Linked DNA regions of Mus musculus: region 2 is linked to region 1. The links are chromatin contacts, called in public ChIA-PET maps. All regions are on one chromosome and are shown on one strand. Each heading gives the region's core, a stretch centred on a gene start, on an enhancer-like site or on the middle of the called end of the contact. The rest is flanking DNA. Distances are from core to core; before and after follow the strand shown. Region 1 has its middle 130 kb from the start of Cxcl12. Region 2 has its middle 52 kb from the start of Gm9946.

What was found. ChIA-PET counts read pairs in DNA pulled down with a chosen protein or histone mark.
Region 2: a contact with region 1 is called in an REV-ERBa ChIA-PET map of liver, with 13 times the contacts expected there. The contact joins two enhancer-like sites. A contact is called at or near these places in 5 of 484 Hi-C or Micro-C datasets (the C2C12 cell line, bone marrow-derived macrophages, embryonic fibroblasts and 2 more) and 2 of 115 datasets of contacts at active chromatin or transcription factors (the NIH/3T3 cell line and liver).

What each region holds. Positions count from the first base shown.
Region 1 is chr6:117,296,074-117,301,924 of GRCm38.p6, forward strand. No RefSeq gene overlaps it. Among named protein-coding and RNA genes, the nearest start is that of Cxcl12, 130 kb to the left of the region's middle. Within about 2 kb of position 4,063, at least 15 of the 459 cell types and tissues checked have an H3K27ac peak or open chromatin away from gene starts, as enhancers often do. A contact at or near this core is called in liver, where this site is marked.
Region 2 is chr6:117,608,976-117,614,337 of GRCm38.p6, forward strand. No RefSeq gene overlaps it. Among named protein-coding and RNA genes, the nearest start is that of Gm9946, 52 kb to the left of the region's middle. Within about 2 kb of position 3,141, at least 27 of the 459 cell types and tissues checked have an H3K27ac peak or open chromatin away from gene starts, as enhancers often do. A contact at or near this core is called in liver, where this site is marked.

The sequences.
Region 1 (5,851 bases), core at 2,813-5,312:
TTCATTTCCCTTCTCTTTCCTCTCTGCTATGTTTCCTTTTGACTTCTTTTAAATGCATTCTCATTTCTTATCTGTTTGCTGCTTCTTTCCATGTCTGTTCCCCTCCCTTCCTCTTCTCACCTCCATTCCTCCTCTTGTTCCTATCCTTCCTTTTACCAGCTTCTTCTCTTTCTCTCTCCCCTGCCTTTCCCTGCCTCTTCTCTTCATCAACTCCTTTCATGAGTCTCAGAAAGAAGAAACCATTTCCATTGAGTTCCTTGGGGGGTTAAAATCTGAGTTCTTACAAGAATTCTTTCAGTTTATTAGTTACACCCATTATCATCTGTAGCTCCTCCATGTGTACCTCTTGTTAGTGCCTGTCTGTCTGTCTCACCCTTTTGGACCATCTCTGTCTACTTTTACTATGATGTCACTGGATCTTAACCTCCAAGTCCACGTTTCAGGTAAAATTGCTCATTCTAGGCAGTACCTCATATCTGGTAAGTCATGGAATGTCTTCTTGATGTGGGAGCTGGGAGGTCACTGCAGTCAATGCCTTCCATTGCTGTTACCTTGCACATTCTAGATGGTACAAGTCAGTTCTGTCTGCCATGAAACTATTTGGTCTTAGAAATGAAATCCATGTATCCATGTAGCAATTATAACTGGTGAGGAAACTCCAGGTCCTTAGACAGCACACCACACATCTGCTCACATATGGGGTCAGCCACGGCACTAATAAATCTGAACCAGGCCAGGCATGAGGCCCAGAGCAAGCAGGTTGGTGCATTGAGTTGATCCCAGATCTTCTAATGCAATCATGGATAGATCCTAGACTTGGTCGCTTTTTATCACGTCTCCTGATTTCCTCCGTAGAATTAGCACACTCTGAAGTCATTGGGATACTTAGTTTCTCTTAGTTATCTCTCATCTGCCTGCATCCACCACAGTTTCTAGTGCTGCCCATGCTTTAGCAGACCCAGGGCTTTAAAGGTAAAATCTGTGTGTTGAGTCAGCACAAGGTAACTCTAGAAGCTCCTCTGATGACTTATGCAGCGTTCGGAAGCAGCATAATGAAGTATGTGGAAGGATGAGCTGTACCATGGGCAGCTGCAGATGGGTTCTGACTCCTTTTGCCCACATCATGACCTAGGCCTGCCTGGGAGAAGTGGAAACTTTCACCTTGTAAAAATGATGTCAGGCAGGGAAAGTGTCCCAAACAGATGGCCACCTAGCAATTGCTGCCATTCATGTATCTGAGAATCTCAATGGGCCCTTTGCCCGTTGTTTTGTTTTGTTCTTCCTATTCAATTTTCCCAAAAGAAAAGTGACCTTGGCCACTCAGAAAATCAGAGCTGATGGCCTTGGGGGAACTTGGAGAGGAAACAGAAATCTGAGGTCTGGGGCCCTCTCAGAGCCTCTGTTTAAGAGGAATAGCCTTCCTGCTTGGGCTACAAGAAATTGAGATGGCATAGCAGCATTTGTATGTGGGCCTTATGGAGGCTCCTGGGATATTTTTCAGATCTACTCCAGGTCAGAATGTCTCACTGAGACTCTAATAGGCCTTACTCAGGAACAAGGATGAAGAAAGAGAAACTAGTTCCTATAGGAAACTGATAGGAAATAAGTAGCTGGCATCCACTGGCATCTCTCTCTTCAGCACCATAGATGTCTAACTTTACTTCCATCCTCAAGGCTGCTTCTCTCCGTAGTTGGCCAACTACAGGTTCCTATCTTATTTCATCATTCTCTTCTTTGGGTCAGTCTTCACCCATCACAGCTTCATCGGCACCCATTACTAAGGTTGTTTGCTGTTCACTTGGCCTACCTCATGGTCCAAGCAGCCCTCTACACAGTGATTCCAATTGTCCTAAATGCCACATCAACACAACATACACCCTCTATACCCTCCCTGCCCATCCTGCTCCTCTCCACTGTACCCCCAGGCTTTCCCTCTCCAGGTTCACTGATTTCCAGGTTCACTGATTTAGCCTGTTGCTCCCTAGGATTCAGGGCAGAAGCCAAGGTCTCAGCCCTGGACTTTTCACCCCACTGTAAACATGACCAGTCTCACAGGATTGGTGCCTGCCTTCCAGCTATATAAATACATAGATGGCCAACGAGTTATAAACCGAATACTTTGCCCTTCCCTCTGTAAACAGCCCATCAAAAGGTAAACCATTCAGAAGATAAAAGTAAAACTAAAAAAGTCCACCAGGGTTCTAATTCTTCCTTAGGATGGCAGTGAACCATGCTAGCCTGGCTGTGTTTGGTGGCCACACTGGGTTACCTGGTCATCTTTGTTCAGATGTGTTTCAAGTCATCTTTTCTCCCCAGTGATCAGGGTGAATTCAGGGTCTCGAGGCTTGTTAGGCAAGCAGGGAACTACATCCCAATCCTTCCTCTTTATTTTTTAGATAGAATTACACAAAGTAGGCTGGCTTTGAACTCCTTATGTAGCCCAAGCTGGCCAATCTGTGACTCTCCTGCCTCAGCCTCTCACATACCTATTCCACCAGTTCTAACTTTTATATCCAGAATCATGGATTGTGTGGTCATGTTTCTCCTTCCTCCACTGTTCCCTCTGGCAAGGACATTCTGTGTTCTTTTGTAGCCTTATATACTATCCTGAAAGTTTACAACAACAACAACAAAAGTAAAACTAGTGAACAAAAAATCCTATTGGCTGAGGGTTCTGAGTACTGAGTCTTCCTCTTTTCGGTATAGACGATAAGTTAAAGGTGTCTACATATTATTAACTATTTGTTCACTATGGTACCCTGCATAATCAGACAATAGGAAAATCACGTGGATTGCATATGATTCTGGAGTCCTGCTGTCCTGCTGGGCCCAGCTCAGCCCCACTATTCACGGATGCACCACCTTGGGAGAAGTTATCAAATCCCTCCAAACTCAAAACTCCAAATGGAGTTTTTCTTCCCTTTGAAAATATGGAAAGTACTGTTCACTTTTAAGACTGGGTGATCACAAATGATAATCCATGAGAAATGGTTACCATCTCACAAGCACTCCTCCTCCTTCTCCTCTTCCTCCTCCTTTTCCTCTTTTGAATTCTCTAGCCTTCCAGCCTGTCTGTCTCCTTCCCCACCAACCACCCCCTGGTTTTGTCTTGTCCCCTTGTGTCTCCCCATCTCCTTCTCCCCTCCCCTTCCTTTCTAATGATAGTTCTTAGAGCTCCATGTTGCATGAATCAAGACATGGTGGCCATAGAGATGGGCTGTACTGCGTATCAGCTCATAGTGTGAGCCTCTCAAGGTTTATAATGTCCTTGACCCATTCTCATTGGCCACATCCTTCTAAATTATGAGTATCAAAGCTAAAGCATCTAAATGGATTCTGTCCAAACCAGAAAAGGCAAAATTATTACCAACTTACCCGAGGTAAACACTTGGGCTTCCTATAGAGGAGCCCCAACTAGCAAGCTCCGAGGTTACAAGAACACTTGTTGATTCGGAATGAGCTGGTGGGAAACCTGTGCAACACAAGTAATCTCAAAACGGAGCTGAGGGCAAGGTTGCTAAGGTCAGGTTGTGCTAGCAAACTTGGACCTCCACCCAAGAGCAAAGTTCAACTGCAGCTCTTATGGTAAATATTTGCCCTCATTTTGCTATTACCTCCATCTTGCTTTGTTTATCTTAAGGTCACGTAGCCTTTCACTTTCCCATCTGGCTGGCATCCAGAGGTCATGGTGACCACACAGCTGGGCAGATGTTAGGAATCTAGACTGAGATGCTTTAGTGAGAATGTCAGAGTGGATTCCTTGTGGAACCCATGTGGGTGAGGTGAACAGAGCTCTCTGGGGACTCAGGCCTTTCCCACCCATCCCTGGGAGCTCATCAGTGAAGCTGTGTTTGTCTTAGAGCCCTATGGCATTGAGAACCTGAAGGTGACAAGCACTGACCACCAGCACAGCAGACACTCTTGGCCAGTAACTTTTCAGAGTCAGCGCAAATGCTGGAAAAGCATTATGCAATGTTTCTGGCTGGGATGAAGATGTAGCCTTGACCCCATCCACCATGTGTTTTAAATCCCTGTATTTATTGATGCCAGCTCTGAGTGTTGCCTTGTGCTCTGTGGGAGGGACCTTGGCCCTTAACATCATTAGTAACCGTCCTAGCAGGGCCACGGGTTCCCTTTAAGGTGATGGTAAATCTCTGCTTGGGAGTTTAGCTCTCTCTAGAGCAGGCGTCTAAGAACCACAGATATACAAGCAGAAGGGGAGGGAGGTGCCCAAGGGAAAAGCCTAGATAACTGGTCCTCCTTCTCCTCCTTCTTTTTTTTTAAAAAAAAACAACTATTATTGTTACTGATTTTACAAAATTACATACACTACACTCCTTCACATCCCATCCCCCTGTTCACACTCACCGCTGCTCACAAATCTCTCACTCATGTTCATATCTATTTGATTTTGTGACCCACCAAGATTAACCAGAACCATCTGTGTGACTGTGCGTTTTGAGCTATCTGTTGGAGTCTGGTCAGCTCAGCAGCAGGTCCACAGTGATTTCTCCCTTTCCAAGAATCTATAGTTAGCTGATAGTTTCAAGACTCAGGAGCCTCTCCCCCTCCTTGGCTGACTATTGATAGGGACAGTCTTGCATGGGCCCAGAGTAGGTAACTACACTGAGTGAGTTAAGGAATACAATAGTTGTAGCAGCCTGCTGTCAAGCCCTTCCGCACTTCCTGACCCTCTTCCACAGAGTTCCCTGAGCCTTAGAAGGGGGGTACAAGTGACTTGCTTAGGGCCCACTACAGTCCATATTTTCTGCATCTTGGGAGGCCATGAGCTCCTGCAATCACTTCTGTTCAGAGTTAGAAGAGGATGCACTAATTAAGTCTGGGACAGCTTTAATTGAGGGCCATGGGCTTGGGTATTTAGAAGGCAGTTTTCTGCTATGTCAGTTTAGTTGGCTGACCAAAAAAATGCTCCTAAACCATTCACCAGTTCTTTGTGTTGGAAAGCCACCATGCCTGTCTATCTATCTATCTATCTATCTATCTATCTATCTATCTATCTATCTATCTATCTATCTAATCAAATGCCAACCATACTACCTCTACTACGAATCATTTCCAACTGCATCTGTGTTCCCACTAAACCGCCTCTCCCTTTAGCCTTCCTTCTTGCATCTTTCCACACTCAGAGGAGGTTACTAGTAGGATTTCTAATTCCATTTTTACTCTAATTCGTGTTTTTATCTTTTATTTGTCTATGTGTGTGCATTTGCTTGAATTTATGTTTACCATGTTCGAGCTGATGCTTACAGACACAAGAGGGCCTCAGTTCCTCTCAACTAGAGTAACTTGTGAGGCACCTGATGTGGATGCTGGGAGCCAAAACCTGGGTCCTCTGAGAGAGCAGTGTGTGCTTTTAACCACTGAGATGTCAGACTCCTGGAAAGATTCATTGGAACCTAACTTCATCAGGTTTTAACCACTGAGCCACCTCTTCAGAAAGAGTAATTGCAACCTAACTTCACTGTGTTCTTAGGGTTGTCACTTTGTTGGTGGGCACTGAAGTGCTGTAGCAAGTGACGGCACTTCCGAAGGGGAGACACTGCCCTTCTTCTCCTAACTGAAAAGCAATAAGAAAAGCAGGAATTAGGCAGAAAGCCTAGGATATTGCTAAGACAAGAAAAGGTAACTGCTTGGCTTCTCCACCAACTAGAACAGTAGATGACAAGTCTCAAGGCTGAGACTTAGAAGACCAAACACTCATTCCCTGGGTTACCGTCCTGTTCCCAAAGGTGCTTACCATCGACCCTTTGCTTGTGCTCTCTGGCTGTAGTGCCTGTGTGGAGACAGTTTGCCCATTTAGAATGAAATGCCTTACCTCCTTATTTCCTCT
Region 2 (5,362 bases), core at 1,891-4,390, 310 kb after region 1:
TTCACTGGCCTTCACTGGCCCTGCAATGCTTCGCTGATCTTCTCTGACCTTCACTTCATAGAGAGAAATGCACCAAAGAACTTCTTGTGGTATTTCAGTTGATACTGGCTGCTTCCGCTGAAGAGTGGAATCGCCTCCAAGAACTACTTCTAAACAGGTCCACAGACCCCTTTTTCTATTACCCTTCTTTCTCTCCCACCTCTGGTCAGTAGGCTAGAAAGGAAGTCCTGACTTGTCTTGTCATGCTGGCCTCCCTATCCTGACCATCCTCCATTGCACCCAAATCCTACACAAGAACCCTACATCATCCTCATCTGCTCTGTATTTCCCTTGCCATGGTTTGTATCGCTTTCAGGTTTGCTCTATAATTTGTGAATCATATCAATTACTGGATGGCTGTCTGCCCCCTGTCCTACCCCACCCTCAGCTTAAGTGTTCTGCAGTCACAGGGGAGCAGGAACCATTGCCCGGCTCCCCATCTCCATCCCAGTACCTTGGGCCATGCCTGGCACATAGTAGGAGTACTGAAGGATGTGAGCTGACTTGGACCTGAGCAGGCCAACCTGGTGGTCTGCACGCCCACTCTCTGCTCTCGGCTGGTAATTGTTCAGCTGCAGCAATCCGGGCAGCTTCCCCACACAGACTCAGACCCAGCCCTCTGTCCAGACATGGATCTCCCTTCACCACTGATTGGAACCAGATGGGGTCTCAGCTGTAATACAATTGAGCACTGACTTCAGCAAAGTAAGTGAATTACCAAAATGTAGTCATTATAATCCATCTTCATCTTAGCGACACACTTGGCAAGCTATAATGAACCAGGACTTAAAAAGTGAATGGGAATTTGCTGAGCTCTCGGCTCTGCCCACAGGACCCAAAGCTGGCAGAGTTGTCATGTCTCTTGAGCTATTAAATGAGATGATGAGCACTTCTACCCACACACTCGGCCTTCATATACCTACTAGCCCAAGAGAGGGCTCTGTGATCACTCACCCTAAAACACCAGACTTGGGCAGACCTAGAAGGTCATGGAAACAAATTCCATCTGCTTGAAACCCATACCAGTCAATCACAGCTACTACTCTTCCAAGCTGTACCAATGCCTGCTTTCCCTACTCCCATCCCAGATGTCCCACACACAGAGCAGATCAGTCAGCCTAAAAGCAGCACAGCCCAAGCACGCCACAAAAGGCACTGAGCCCACACTGGACTCCCACCCAGGGCTTCTGACCACCAAGCTCTGAATCCCAGGGGAGAGCACCGAGTGAAACGCAAGGGTGCCGGGTCCAAGTCTACTCACTCATCAGTCTTATCAGCATTAAAAGAGACAGGGCCAGACACTATTGCTTCCCAGCGTAATGTAACAGGAAGTGCCTAGCAGAGATATAACATGCTCTTGCCAGAAAAAGAACCTGAATTTAATCAAGCCTTAGATATGACTACCAGTTTTCAGGAAGTATGGAAGATAAAAACACTTCAAGAAGAGATCAGTCAGCTAAATGTCCCTACAGGACAAGGCTGCATAACCCAGTTTCCCCGAGTAAACGCATAATAAAGACCCTGTCTACATCCTGTCTTTCACCCACAAAAGAACGCTTTCAATGGGATATGTCTGTTCGGTGTTAATGGTTGCTGTATCGGGTGTGAAAATAATACGATGGGGCAATTTAAATCCTCTTCTGTATGCAACCCATAATGATGGATTATGGGGAAAATATGGTGTCTAGAATTTCAAAATACTTCAGAGGAAAATAAGGACTAGATGAAGTCAGAACGGCCAAAGTGCTGATAATCGCTGAAGCTGGGAGACAGACAAGAGGTTGCACTTGCTCTTTGGTCTGCTCTGTATATTTAACAGTTCCCACCGAGCTGGCTAAAAGAACAAACAGCGTCTGGGAGTCAAACCTTTAACAATAAAAGCAACAGCCCCACTTGACTTAGATGCAGTCAAACATGTCCCCTGAAAGCTTTTCTATTACAAGAGACAGAGTGCATGATTTAGGAGTTCTCACAAGCTTCCCAGGCACATCCCAGGAAATCCAAAAGGAAGATGACCCCGTGAGAAGAATACACAGTTTGAGAAGAGTTATACGTTGTAGAATGTAAGATATTTAAACGCATATAATGAGTAGGGAAGTGCTTATAAAAATACATAGCATAAAAATACTAACATTATCATTAAGTTTGTAATTTTATAAATTGATGAGAGAGAATAATAACCCCCTCCCCCAAAAGTGGGCAAGAGGCACCCAAGCAGAGAGACCCAAGAAGAACAAGGAAAACTACCCGGAAGTCAATGAGTAGAAGGGAAGAAACAAAAGAGCTGATCACTTGGAATAGAATCATCACATGTTGAAAAAGATGCCAAGGCTCCCACACCTTGACAAGGTGAGCACGTAAAAGAACACCCCTTAGTCTCCTGTGGGTGATAACTCAAGGGCACAGTTCCGCATCCCTGCTGTGTTGTGTGGTTCGTGTTCTCTACACATCTGCAGTACAGGCTGCAGAGTCACACTGTGCACGGTCCTTCTGGCGTGGGTTTGTGCGTCATCTAGAGTAAGAGTAAAGGCAGATCTTCCTCATGGAGGAGCCAGTCGCCACTGAGGACTGTGAGCTGCCCGTGCCAGCAGAAGGCTTGAATCCTGACGCTGGCCCTATGCAATCATAATTCGACTTCCTTCCTGTTCTATAAATGGAAACTTTGCACCTTCAGTCTGTAGCTTCCAGGAAACTGGAAGAGACATAGACCTTTGTTTGGGCTAATGTGTAAAAAGCAACTTGTTAGAAACCTGATTTGCCAGATAGGTAATACTAAAATCATTGTTTAAAACTTGGTTTTCATCAGTCATGCCACAGCTTCTAAGTCTCCAAATCTTAATCTACATGGTGGTCAACACCTTTGGTCCAAACACTAATTTTTAATCCCCAATGGCAAGTGCCTCACATGCCAGGTGTTCTAAGATGAATTCTTAGATTTTTCCAGAAGATCGATGTTCTCAGACCCAGGTTTGCTATAGGATTTACCTTGTGGAGAGAAAATTCAGAGCTCATGAGCTGAGCAGTCTGTGGCTCAGTTCACGCCTGTCTATATTAGCCTGGGGCACAGAGTCTACGCAGAAGGCCAGTTTGCCCAAGTTCTGGGTCCTAGAGCACAGAACTCCCAACCTCCGCAGCCAATCTGATAAAGCCAGGAGCACCTGCATGAAACCTGTTGAGAACTGATGATAACTGAAATGATTGCGTCTGCGAACCAGTCCCCATGCTGAACTTAGAGGGGACGCTTCGACTTCATCCAGATTCAAATCAAACCGAAATGCTGCAGTTTCCTAGAAACAGGAGGCACTGATGAGCACCAGAAGAGGAGATACTATTGCTGCCATCCATGCTGGGAACTGAAATCTCCACGCCCTCCTTTCTTTCTTACACTTAGAAACCAGATACTGACATAAAAGGCAGACCAAAGAAGAAAATGAAAGCGACAGCAACAGAGAAAACCTTCTGGGTGATGTCCCGGGTGGAGTTCTGAGGGTGGTTTGCGTCTGCCGGAGAGCTGGGGAGGGGGTGGAAGCTACATCAGAAGATCGGTGAGCACTGTGAGCACATGATGAAGAAGGCACTGGACCTAGAGAGCTGGGCTGCATCTGGGATCAAGGCCAAAGAGCAGGGTCCATGTCAGCTGCTCCCTGGAGCCTTCCTTCAGGTTAATTAATACCTAACACAGTACGGACGATTTCCTAAATGCCCAACTCAGACGCCTGGTTTGGGTTTTGGTTTTTTTGTTGTTTGGTTGGTTGGTTGGTTTGGTTTTGTTTTGGTTTTGTTGTTGTTGGGTTTTTTTGTTGTTGGTTTTTTTTTTTAGGTTTGGTTTGGCTTTTGTGTATGCTCATTGTTAGTTAATGTACACATCTGATCTTAATATATGTGTGGATTTATAAGTAAAAAAAACTAACAGCATTAAATTCATACTCATTAAATTTGCAGGCATACGTAACTATGGCACAAAGTTCTTTAGAATGTGAGCCCAGGTTATGTTTTTAAAACCCTCGTTCTTCCCTACAGCCATCTTGTGATAAGGCACAGTCGCCTGTGCCAGCGAATGAGGCTGTCTCTGAACACACTTCTAGAACTACTAGCTAATAGTTGTGCAAAAGATTGTGGGGTGGGGGAGGTGTTAGGGCTAGGGTGTGTGCACAGCACTTGTGAGTGAGCGAGTGGTCTGTGTGCCTGCTGATTTGGAACCTAACTCTCTACCATCTCATGGCCAAATTCAGAGATTTACTATCACGGTACAGAAAAGTGCTTCCTTGGGGCTGGAGAGATGGCTCAGAAGTTGAGAGTCTTTCCTGACTGTTCTTCCAGAGGATCCGGGTTCAATTTCCAGCACCCACATAGCAACTCACAACTATCTGTAACTCCTTTTCCAGGGAATCTGACACCCTCACACAGACATACATGCAGGCAAAACACCGATGCACGTAAAAATATAAAAATTATCCAAAAAAAGGGAAGAAAAGTACTTATTTGTTAAATATGTCCAAAAACAAAGTACAAGCAGCACAAATCAATTAGCTTCCTACAAAATGATGGCCCTGTCTCTCAATTCTTGTCACATCTGTTGTAACATTGTACTGAAAACTCTTCTATTAAAATCATCTGCAAAGAATTGAAGCGATGACCTCTTCAACGTTTGTTTTCCAGAACCCCTACTCTATTTTTTTCTTTGAAATTCCAAGTGACTAACATACCATACTGCAAATATATAGTCCTTTCCCCCCCCCAAAAAAAGCCCTAGTGGGCAAATAGAAATGTTCCCCTTCGAATCCAGGAAATGGTATCTCATGATTAAATTAGTTTGAGCAGTCCAGGCTCAGTGTGTTTTCTATTGGGGAGTTTGCAGCAGATGGCCTGGATATTCTTAAGCTGAAACAAGTTTGAGCTTGCCAACCTCAGTTAAAAATCTCTCAAATGTTTGCTTTGGACTGAACGGCTGCACAATGGGAAAAGAACCATATGCAATCCTTATCATTTAGGGAAAATATTCCATAAAAAATACTAGATTTCATTACGGCCTGTTTGGTGCGAGCGGGCTGCAGGTTTGGTTGCCACAGAAATCGCATCATTAGGATACTACAAGTCTGCTTTGAGTTACCCTAGCTGCAAAGTCAGCCAGCCCCGTGATCCCATCCCCTGCATCTGTGTGCTTACCCGCTGTGATTCATTACAATAACAGGAATTTGCTGCTGTTATGATTGAAATAAATCAGCTTTGTGGTCCGGGCAGCCCGTTGTGATAACCATGGCTCCACCTCAAATTTGCTGCCTGGTCTTAAGTCATCTGCTGTACAGTCTAGCCAAAGACACAA